Linked DNA regions of Hordeum vulgare: region 1 is linked to region 2. Evidence: chromatin contacts called from public Hi-C data. All regions are on one chromosome and are shown on one strand. Each heading gives the region's core, a stretch centred on a gene start, on an enhancer-like site or on the middle of the called end of the contact. The rest is flanking DNA. Distances are from core to core; before and after follow the strand shown. Region 1 holds the start of LOC123442561 (probable receptor-like protein kinase At1g11050). Region 2 holds the start of LOC123442546.

The links. A called contact is a pair of places that touch in the nucleus more often than the background predicts.
Region 1: a Hi-C map of seedling shows a contact between it and region 2, with 4 times the contacts expected there. The contact joins the promoter of LOC123442561 here to the promoter of LOC123442546 in region 2. A contact is called at or near these places in 2 of 6 Hi-C or Micro-C datasets (leaf and seedling).

Annotation. Positions count from the first base shown.
Region 1 is chr1H:427,162,892-427,167,947 of MorexV3_pseudomolecules_assembly, forward strand. It overlaps LOC123442561 (probable receptor-like protein kinase At1g11050), which reads left to right and starts at 2,256. Exons shown (of 1, transcript XM_045118643.1): 1 at 2,256-4,417. The coding sequence starts at 2,385. The coding sequence ends at 4,316. It overlaps LOC123442572 (MADS-box transcription factor 4-like), which reads right to left. Exons shown (of 7, transcript XM_045118678.1): 7 at 4,505-4,876. The coding sequence ends at 4,745.
Region 2 is chr1H:426,977,590-426,982,131 of MorexV3_pseudomolecules_assembly, forward strand. It overlaps LOC123442546, which reads left to right and starts at 2,961. Exons shown (of 4, transcript XM_045118620.1): 1 at 2,961-3,475. The coding sequence starts at 3,307.

The sequences.
Region 1 (5,056 bases), core at 1,006-3,505, 180 kb after region 2:
GTCCCTCTCCTCCCCCCGCATCGCCCCTCCACTCCTCATCGCCAACTAGGCACCTCCTTGTGCTACCGCTCTGCTTCCCGTCACGTCGCCCCTCTGCTCCTCCTCGTAGGCTGGGCACCTCCTCACGCCCTCTGATCCCCTTCGCGCTGCCCCTCCGCCCCCTCGCCCCGTCACCGGATCTTGTCGGTGCCGAAGTAGGGGGCTCGCTCCACCGCGGGCTCCAGCTCCCCATGAGCTCCAGCGCCAACGACGGTTGCTCCGACGCGGGAGGTGGCGGCCTGCGCGGGTGGCCTCGCCGGTAAGCGTTGCAACGACCTCGCCGATGGCCTCGCTCCTCGTTGCGGTGATTGTGGAGGTCATTGTCCAACTCGTGTGCAGTCACTAAGACGTGGGACCAGGGCAGACATGAGCGGACGACAACGACCGACGTAAGCGTTTGCTTCTGTCCGCTTTCGTACCCATTTGTGCTCATATTTGAACCAAGTTTAGGTGAGTGCTGACAATAAATGGACAACATACGAACATGCGCATCCGTTTGGGTCGTCTCGTTGGGTTAAATTTTATATCCAAATGATCCAAACGAATAAATTGGGTCGCTGCTCTAAACTCCTTAGTTTTCGTACTTAAAGGGGGGACGCTAGGCATCAGACTATAGATGGAATGCATCCGTCAGCCCATCTGTCCACCGTAGGATCGAAGGAAGCGGGGACGTCCGATTTGCCTCTCAGGACTTCCACGAGAGGATATGATTAGCGCTAATTATGGATGTTTCCCATTAATTACAAGACTTTTGCATTAATCGCATGTAATTAGCTTCCTAACTATTTCTGGTTTGCTTCAAACGAACAAATATATTTTTAGTTTTGCAGATGTGTTTTGTGCAAGGGAATATCTTTTTTTAGATTGCGATGTGCTTCCAAAAAAACTCATTTTTTCCGAAATGCATTTTTTCACCAGAAGTTTGCAAGGAAGCATTTTTTTGTCAATGGAAGCATACTTTCACGTTGTAAACATATTATTCAATCGTAGAAGCGTTACTTCTAATGGTGGAAGCACCCTTTCATGCGATGCAAACATATTATACAATCATGTGATAGAAAACTTTTTTATTTTGTATCATCGAAGCCTTATTTCTATGATACAAAAGCATCTTTTTGGTTGCTTTAGAAATTTTATTTATTGTACCAAAAAATATTCACATTTGATAGAAACATTTGTTTCATCAAAGGAATTGTCTGAAACACAGAACAAGGATAGACATCACCTCAAATTCATCTGATACAAACAACATACAATTTTCTCTACAACAACACTAATTTCACTTATGCATAGGCAGCTTCGATGTACATTTTCAATTAACTGATCATATAAGAGCTCCTCACACGTCACGAGTTCTTCAACAAGGTAGCCTCCGATAAGAAGTGATCTCCGGTCTAGCACACTCAACACAAGTAGCATTCTGTTGAAAATAAAGATGCGCCTTAATCGGGTGGGAAAATATATGTATAGGAAAAATATAAGAAATAAATAATAAGCTAATATCAAGAGTGGCTGGAAACAAAAAATTGCCAGGATGGGGATCCAGGAATCGCCATTCAGATGGGGGCCTGAACCCCCTAATGCCAGGATGGCGCACCATCGATCTCGGTCGGGGCACACCGCACACATGGTGGAGTAGAGGATGGGGTTGCCGGTCTGCTCGACGACGAGGAGAAAAGAAGGAGCTCGCTCTGCTGCTTGATGAAGAGGGGAGAAGGAGGATCAGGGGCGGCGCCGTACGGAAAAGGGATCTGGCAAGGCTAGAGAGATGTGCCGCGTTTGGGGTGGAGCATGAGCTCCAGAAAGGAAACTGGATCAAGGCAGAAGATCCTGCACGGACGTTATGGGATGATCTTTTTATAACTTCCTTAATTACAAAAAAGGACTAGTTTTGAGCGTAGGATTTGAAATTGATAGACCACGTTTAAGTGGTCTGATGCTTGAGTCTTGTGGATACAAAGCGTTTGCCGTACTTAAAAAAGTCCTATAAGAGCGTCCAATAACGCCACGTCAAACAAAACGGCAAAGTCACAGCTACCACCTCCTCTTGGCTTCCGGCCACCTTCCGGTGGAACCAGCCAGCCCCTCCCACGTCTCCATCAGTCCGACGCACCCGACCCCGCAGGCCCCATCGTCATACTCTGCACCCATTATCCTGGCACAAAACTATAAATATTTCCGTACACGCAAGGCTTGGCTCAGCCGCCCCATTTTACTCCAACCACTCTCTCTCCCTCCCTCCTGCCCGCTACGGAGTATTTGTTTTTGTCTTCCCAGCGTAAGCTGAAGCCGACCCCTGTTCCACCGCTCGCCCCACCCTCCACGACCACCACCTGCTCGCCGAAATGCCGACGCCGAGGCTCCTCCGGATCCTCCCGCTTCTCCTGGCGCTGCTGCTCGCCGGCTCGCCGGACGGCGCGGCCGCGGCGGGCGGCGGCAACGGGACGTGCCCGCTGGACCTGAGCTACGTGCCCACGTTCCCGTGGGACCCCACCCCGTGCGCGGGGGCCGCGCCCAACATGACGGCCTGCTGCCAGACGCTGCTCTCCGTGTTAGGCATCGGCCTCGCCGGCCGGCTCCGCGCCACAGGCCAGTTCCGCGTCCCGTCCGCGGGGGCCTCCGCCGCCTGCCTCGCCGACTTCGCGGAGGCGGTCGCCGCGGCGCCGGCCTCCCTCCCGGGCGCCTCGCTCGTGCAGTCTTGCTTCCCGTCGCCAGATGAGTTCACCGCTTCCCCGTCCTTCTGCGCCGGCGTCACCACCGCCGCCGAGTACAGGGCCGTCGTCGGGAACGCCTCCGTCGCGGGCCTGGACGCCGCCTGCGGCACCGACCTCTCGTCCTTGCCGATCTGCGATCGCTGCCAGTCCGCCGGCATCGTCGCCACCTCCCCCCTCATCGCCGCCAGCGCCAACGCCACGGCCGACTCACCGCGGAACTGCTTCTACCTCACCGTCATGTACGCCGCCGGCATCTCCAGCGGTGAGGGACCCATCTCCCCCACCGCCGCTCATTGCATCCTCGGCCTCGGCCTATCCACCCCTCCCTCCCACCACTCCAAGTCCAATAACGCAGCCATCTACGCCACCACCATCCCGATCGCCTTCATCCTCGTCCTGTCAGTCCTTGCATTCTTTGTCTGGAGAAAGACAAGGCACGCCAAGAACAAGAAGAGGAACCACACGATCCCTGAGGAGGGGTCAGAGGGCCGGCGTCCGCACCTAAGGCCCAACACCGGGTCAATACTCTTCAACATTGCCGAGTTGTCCAAGGGCACGGACAACTTCGCGGATCGAAACCTCATTGGCCGCGGTGGGTTTGGAGTCGTCTACCGTGGGGTGCTCGCCGATGGGTCTGTGGTTGCCGTCAAGAAGATGCTCAACCCAGAAATGGACGGCGGTGACGAGGAGTTCACCAACGAGGTTGAGATCATCAGCCACCTCCGGCACCGGAACCTGGTGCCGCTGCGTGGCTGCTGCATTGTAGATGACGACATAGAGGAAGGGAAGCAGATGTTCCTCGTGTATGACTTCATGCCAAATGGATCGCTCGAGGAGTTCATCTTCCAGGACAGAGTAGGAGGCAGCAAGCGGGCGGCATTGACATGGACACAACGTCGGACCATAATAATGGATGTGGCAAAGGGGCTGGAATATCTGCATTATGGTGTCAAGCCTGCCATCTATCACAGGGACATCAAGGCGACAAACATATTGCTCGACAATGAGATGCGTGCACGCGTGGCGGATTTCGGGCTAGCCAGGAGGAGCCGAGAGGGGCAGTCTCACCTCACGACGCGTGTTGCCGGCACACATGGCTACCTGGCGCCGGAGTACGCGCTCTATGGACAGTTGACAGAGAAGAGCGACGTCTATAGCTTCGGTGTTCTGGTGCTTGAGATATTGAGTGGACGGCATGTGCTTGACATGACGGCTTCGACAGGGCCAGTGCTGATCACCGACTGGGCATGGACACTCATCAAGGCTGGCCAGTCAAGGGAGGTGCTCGACGATGCATTGTCGACGTGCGAGAGCCCAAGAGGTGAGGCCATCGAAAGGTTTGTTCTTGTTGGAATCCTGTGCGCTCATGTGATGGTTGCGCTCCGACCGACCATCACCGAGGCGGTGAAGATGCTTGAGGGGGACATGGACATACCAGAGATACCAGATCGGCCGCTGCCATTCGGGCACAACTTTTTGATGTTCAGCGAAGCTGGGAGCAACTTCAGCGCTTCACCGGCTATCAGCGGCCCTTTAATGGATAATGGGGACATGCTTAGATGATGTAATTCTCGTGTTTGTTCTGGTCAACTGAAGTCCAGAGTTGTGTGTCATTACCTCTTGATTATATTGACTTTTTGAATGAGGCATTCAAATGACCAAAATGGGATTCACATCAAACTTTGTTACTTTGGCACCTTAGCCATCATCACTCTCACAAAGACAAACTGTTCACCATGCATGATAAGCAGTTTAAAGAAGCATGATATACCAAGTTCCTTGTTTTCCAGTCCTAAGACCAGGAACATCTTGGCATCAACTGTCTTAGTTAAAATTTATGTGTTGGGAAACAACTAGCACTGGTAAGTTCATCAAGCCAGACATGAAAAGGAAGATACATTTAAGGTTGCCCAAGGAAATTGAAGCTAGCAGTTGCAGCCTGCAGGTAGATGGAGCACCAGTTCAGACAGGCCATGGCATGATTTAGCGGCCTACTTGTCTTCCTGCAAGTTGGGGTGGCTGGGCTGCAGCCGGAAGGTGAACGGCATCTGGGAAGTGAAATCCCTACCCTGATGGTACCCGAGCTCCATCTCCCTCATGCCGCTGCTCAGCTCGACGTCCTGCTGGTGCTGGAAACAGGAGAACTTCAGTATTTCCTCATCTTTTGGGTTAGTTATCAGCAAAGCAGAAAGTGCGGGTACCATTCACTGAAATTTAAACCTATGCAGTGAATTGTGTCACTGAAATTTTAACCTATGCAGTGAATTGTGTTGTTACAGTTTCAGTTATTCAATTGGACTGGG
Region 2 (4,542 bases), core at 1,711-4,210:
TTCCCATAGCAAGATAAAAGATCAAGTTGGCCAGACAAAAATCAAATATAGGAGAAGAAATATGAGGGTATAATAATCAAGCATGAATATGTTTTCATAGATCTGATCATAAACTCACAATTCATCGGATCCAACAAACACACCGCAAAAGAAAGAGTTACATCATATGGATCTCCAAGAGACCATTGTATTGAGAAACAAAATGATAGAGAAAGCCATCTAGCTACTGCCTACGGACTCGTAGGTCTGATATGAACTACTCACGCATCCTCGAAGGAGCACCAGTGAGGATGATGAACCCCTCTGTGATCGTGTTCCTCTCTCGAACGGGCTCTGGATTGGATTTCGTGGCTTCTAGAACTTGCGTGGCTGAAACAATTTTTCGTCAACTTCTCTAGGGTTTTCTGAATATTGGGGTATTTATAGAGCTCATAGGCGGTGGAGGAGGCGTCCGATGACCCCACTAGACACCAGGACGCGCTAGGGGCCGTGGGCGCGCCCTGGTGTCTACTGGGCCGCTTGGGCCTCCTATGCTGCTCCTTCTTGGCTCCCAAGTATCCTTCTGGTCTAAAAAATTTTCCGTAAAGTTTCGTGGCATTTGGACTTCATCTAATATTGATTTTGTGCGAAGGAAAAAATAGCAAGTGGCACTAGGCACTGTGTCAATAGGTTAGTCCCAAAAAATGATGTAAAGTTGCTATAAAATGATCATAAAACACTCTGGCTCGTGAGGCTTCATGGGCCAGAGGGGCCCGACGCTTCGCGAGGCATGCATGGCCCACACCTCTTGCATCTTGCTGATCTCTTGAGCGGCGAAGCCCTGTGCCCTTGGCGCTTGGCGCTACATTCTCGGCTCGTGGGGGCGCGCGCGAGGGCGCGCCTCCACGAGGTCCCCGGGCACCCCTTTGTCACATCGACCAAGCCAGGCGGCTCCAGGCGGGAGCCCGGCCTGACGAGGGCGCCCGACGCGGACTCCTATGCCGAAGGGAGGAGGGCGCTGGTTTGGGGCGTGAGGCCCGTGATACTAGCGTCTACTGCGATACCCTTCCCCCTGGGGCCCGTGACCGTGGTGGCAGGATGCGTGGCACGTGGCCACCCGCGTCGAGCGTCTTCTTGAGGCAGACTGCTTCCGCTGTCACTGCAAGGTTGGTCGCGCCGGCCCTAGTGAGGGTGGTTCCTGAGGTCATCCCCTCAGTCGCTGCCGTAGTCACCTTCCCACCCGGCGGCGCGGGCGACGCAATTCTGGCGCTGGATGGCGCGCTCACTGCGGGAAGACCTGATTGCCCCGCGGTCCTCCATGTTGTGAGTGCACTCGTTGTGGTGAGCAGAAAACGTCCGCCGAGTCTTTCGGGCACGCCGCCGCAGGGGCTCGACGGCGGCCCAAAGCCAGTCACCGGGACCCAAAGGAGCAGGAGTACGACGCGAGGTGGACCCCGCGCGGGCCCCTCGGGCTGTGGGCTGAGCGAGTCGCCGTGCAGCGGCGGAGGCGGCTCGCTGGTCGAGCCCCCCGCTTTTGGCGCCGGGGGACGTAGGGCGCCAGGGCCCTCCTCACGATGGTGACAAGCTCGACGATGTGGTCTGCCCAGGCGTCGTAGCCTCCGTCCGTCGGGCGGTGGCGGAGCAGTTTGCTCGCTATGAGCAACACGTCCTACGCGTTCAAGTCTCCTATATGGACACTGGCCAAGGAATAAGCTGTGGGGGACGCAGCGAGGCGGCCGCCTTGCTGCACCGGGGGGCGCGGGGAGCCCTGTTGCTCCTGGGCGGCGCAGACGACGATGGTGGTGGCCGCTACGCTGGTGGGTCGATGACGGCCGTCCGTCACCGAGCGCTCGGGGCGCGCGCGGCAAGCGTTGGCCATGGGGTCGGTGAAGCTGGAGATGAAACTGAAGCTGGAGTACGGCTGCGCACCCCTACCTGGCGTGCCAAATGTCAGAATCGGGGCTCCGCAGACCCAGAAAGGTTCGAGCACTAGGGTGCGCTCGCTCTCTTGCTTTGTTCTGCCTCTCAACTTCACGATGACTCTCCGATGGCTCGAGCTAAGCCAGATGAACAAGAATACACGCGCAATTTACCTAGGTTCAGGCCACCTTGCGGTGTAAAAACCTACTCCTGCTTGTGTGGATTGCTTGTGGGAGAGAGAGAGAGAGTGTACAAGGTGGGTTGTTGCCCTAAAGGAGATGATGGATCCTTTCTACAGAGGCTGTGCCTCTCTTCTATACTCGCCTTGGTCCTCTTCCCCCGCAAAACACACACTAGGCAAAAAGGGTTGCCACAACGACCATTTTGAAAGGGGTCAAGCTGCAGCTTGCCCTGATAAAGATGGTCTTCGCGTGCTAAAGCTCTTCGCCATGATGCGTTGGTGCGCTCGGGGGTGACCTCCGTCTTGCCGAGCCCAAAGCCTTGGTCCTCTTGCACCAAATGAGAAGCTTTTGGGGGTTGCTTTGGGAGTCCGTCAGCTGGCCCCGCTAGCTTAGCACGAAAGTGGAAAGCCTCTCTCTCCGTGCCCGCTAGCACCGCTCCTGCGCTGCGTGCACAGCCTGCGTCACCCACGTGAAGATGCATGGTCACGAGACCGTGCCTGGTCGCCCTTGACGAGCCCGCTCCGCGAGGGCCTCGGGACGCGCCCTTATAACGAGCAGCCTCGTGCGGTCCTCGACAATGATCCTCCGGCGCTTGATCTTGCTTGCTGGGCCCGCCGCCAGGCTGAATCGGGCATGTGCAGTGCGTTGCGCTGGGGCCGCAGGCCGACGGGCCTGGACACCCCCGATTCCAAGGGCCCGAAAGTGGGGGTGCTTCTTCAACGAACTTGCACCCATTCGTCATCCTAAGATAGATAGTGAGGATTTTCTTCCCCGACATCGACAACCTCCTTCTTCATCTTCGGGACTACTTTTACTTATTTTCAAAATGGACTGACCTGAAATTCGAATAAGCTACCCTGTACATTTTTTTTAACAGTTGACGAATCTTGAGAGTCCGTTGGTTTGTAGGATTGGACGGCGCACCGTGTGGCAGCTCCTGCACGAACGGTCGAAATCAAGCTTCCTCGACCACAATCCGACCCCATCCAGGCATCCAGCCGCGGAATGAGACGGGACCCACGCGGCGTTTAGAAAAATCCGGAGCCGTGGTCGCGTCGGGAACCCGCTTCTCTCCTCCTCTCGGGCTCCGCTTCGCCTTCTCCGCAGCGCAGCCACTTCGGGATCGGGAAGCGGGAGGGGAAGGGAGAGGCAGGCGAGTCGCCGTACCCGGCCGCAGCTCCCCTCTCTCCGCCTACCCCTACCACCCCTCCCCTCGCCGCGCACGATGAGCTCCTCCTCCTCCGCCGCCGCCACCGCCCCGCCGCCGACGCCGTCCTCGCCTCCCGCCGACGAGGGACGGCCGAGGGAGGCGACGGAGGTGGACGACAGGGTAGCCTCCCACGTCGACCCGTTCCTCGTGGAGGCGCTCGACAACCCCCGCCACCGCCTCATGGGTACGTCTGCATCGCAACCTTATCTCTTTCGGCAATTCCCTATCTCTGTCGTCCTCGCGCAGCTAGGGTTACGCTGTCCTGCCTTTAATTCGTGATGACAGGATGTGTCGTTCGCGGTGGGTGCGTTTCGATGTGCGGTGTGATTTATGATTGGATTCGACGATTCGTGTTTAGCTTCTAGGGAGGGCTTCGTTTCCTGGTGTATGCCATAGCATCTGCCATCTGGTGTGGAATTGGGGGCTGGATTCTTCCCATGCTTGAGGTAGCTCGGAGATAGATGATGTAATTGATGCTCTGCAATTCGGGCTAAATCGAATCGAATTCCGCCAGTATGTCTATCTCATAGGCTAGAAGAGTGCTGGCTTGCGCTTCCTTGTTGCTACATACTACAATGTTGATTGTGCTGATGTTGTACTCTCCATGGGCTAGAGAACAATACTGACGCAGTTAGTAGTTTGCTCTGGTTGATATTGGTCAAGTATATGTGACTATTGCTGATAATAATGTGCAGATGCATGCTTATGTGATTCTAAACTTCTCTAGAAACGCCCTGTGCCTGCTATTCTAATTGTTATTTATCCCTGACATACCGCATTTCCACTTTTCTCTACCCAAATAGCAATTAGAGTTGCATTAGATATTATATTCTGAACTCCACAAGTGGCTGCTATTTCGGTAGCTCTAGACTCATGGTTTGGACCAGTATTCCTGTGTCTTGATAAACCAGCTGTATCCTGTTAGGTGTACAGACAATGATGAGATAGCCACTATTGCACAAGTCGCTGCTGTAATTAGGAAAATGATTCAGGGAGGGGGGCTGGTGATTAGTGATCTTCATCTGCAATTCTCAACATCTCAATGAGGTCATGGGGATGAGCTTCTTTCAATTGCAGGCTGCAGCTGATCTATCCTTTATCTGCGGCTGTTTTACAACTATATGTGCCTCATTTCCTTCCTTTTCAATTTATGTGGATGATAGAGTAGAACAAAATCCAGTATATGCAATTTAGGGCCAATTTAGCTCTCTTTATGCCTAGCATTTCCTGCCTTTTGTTTTCTATGTCCAC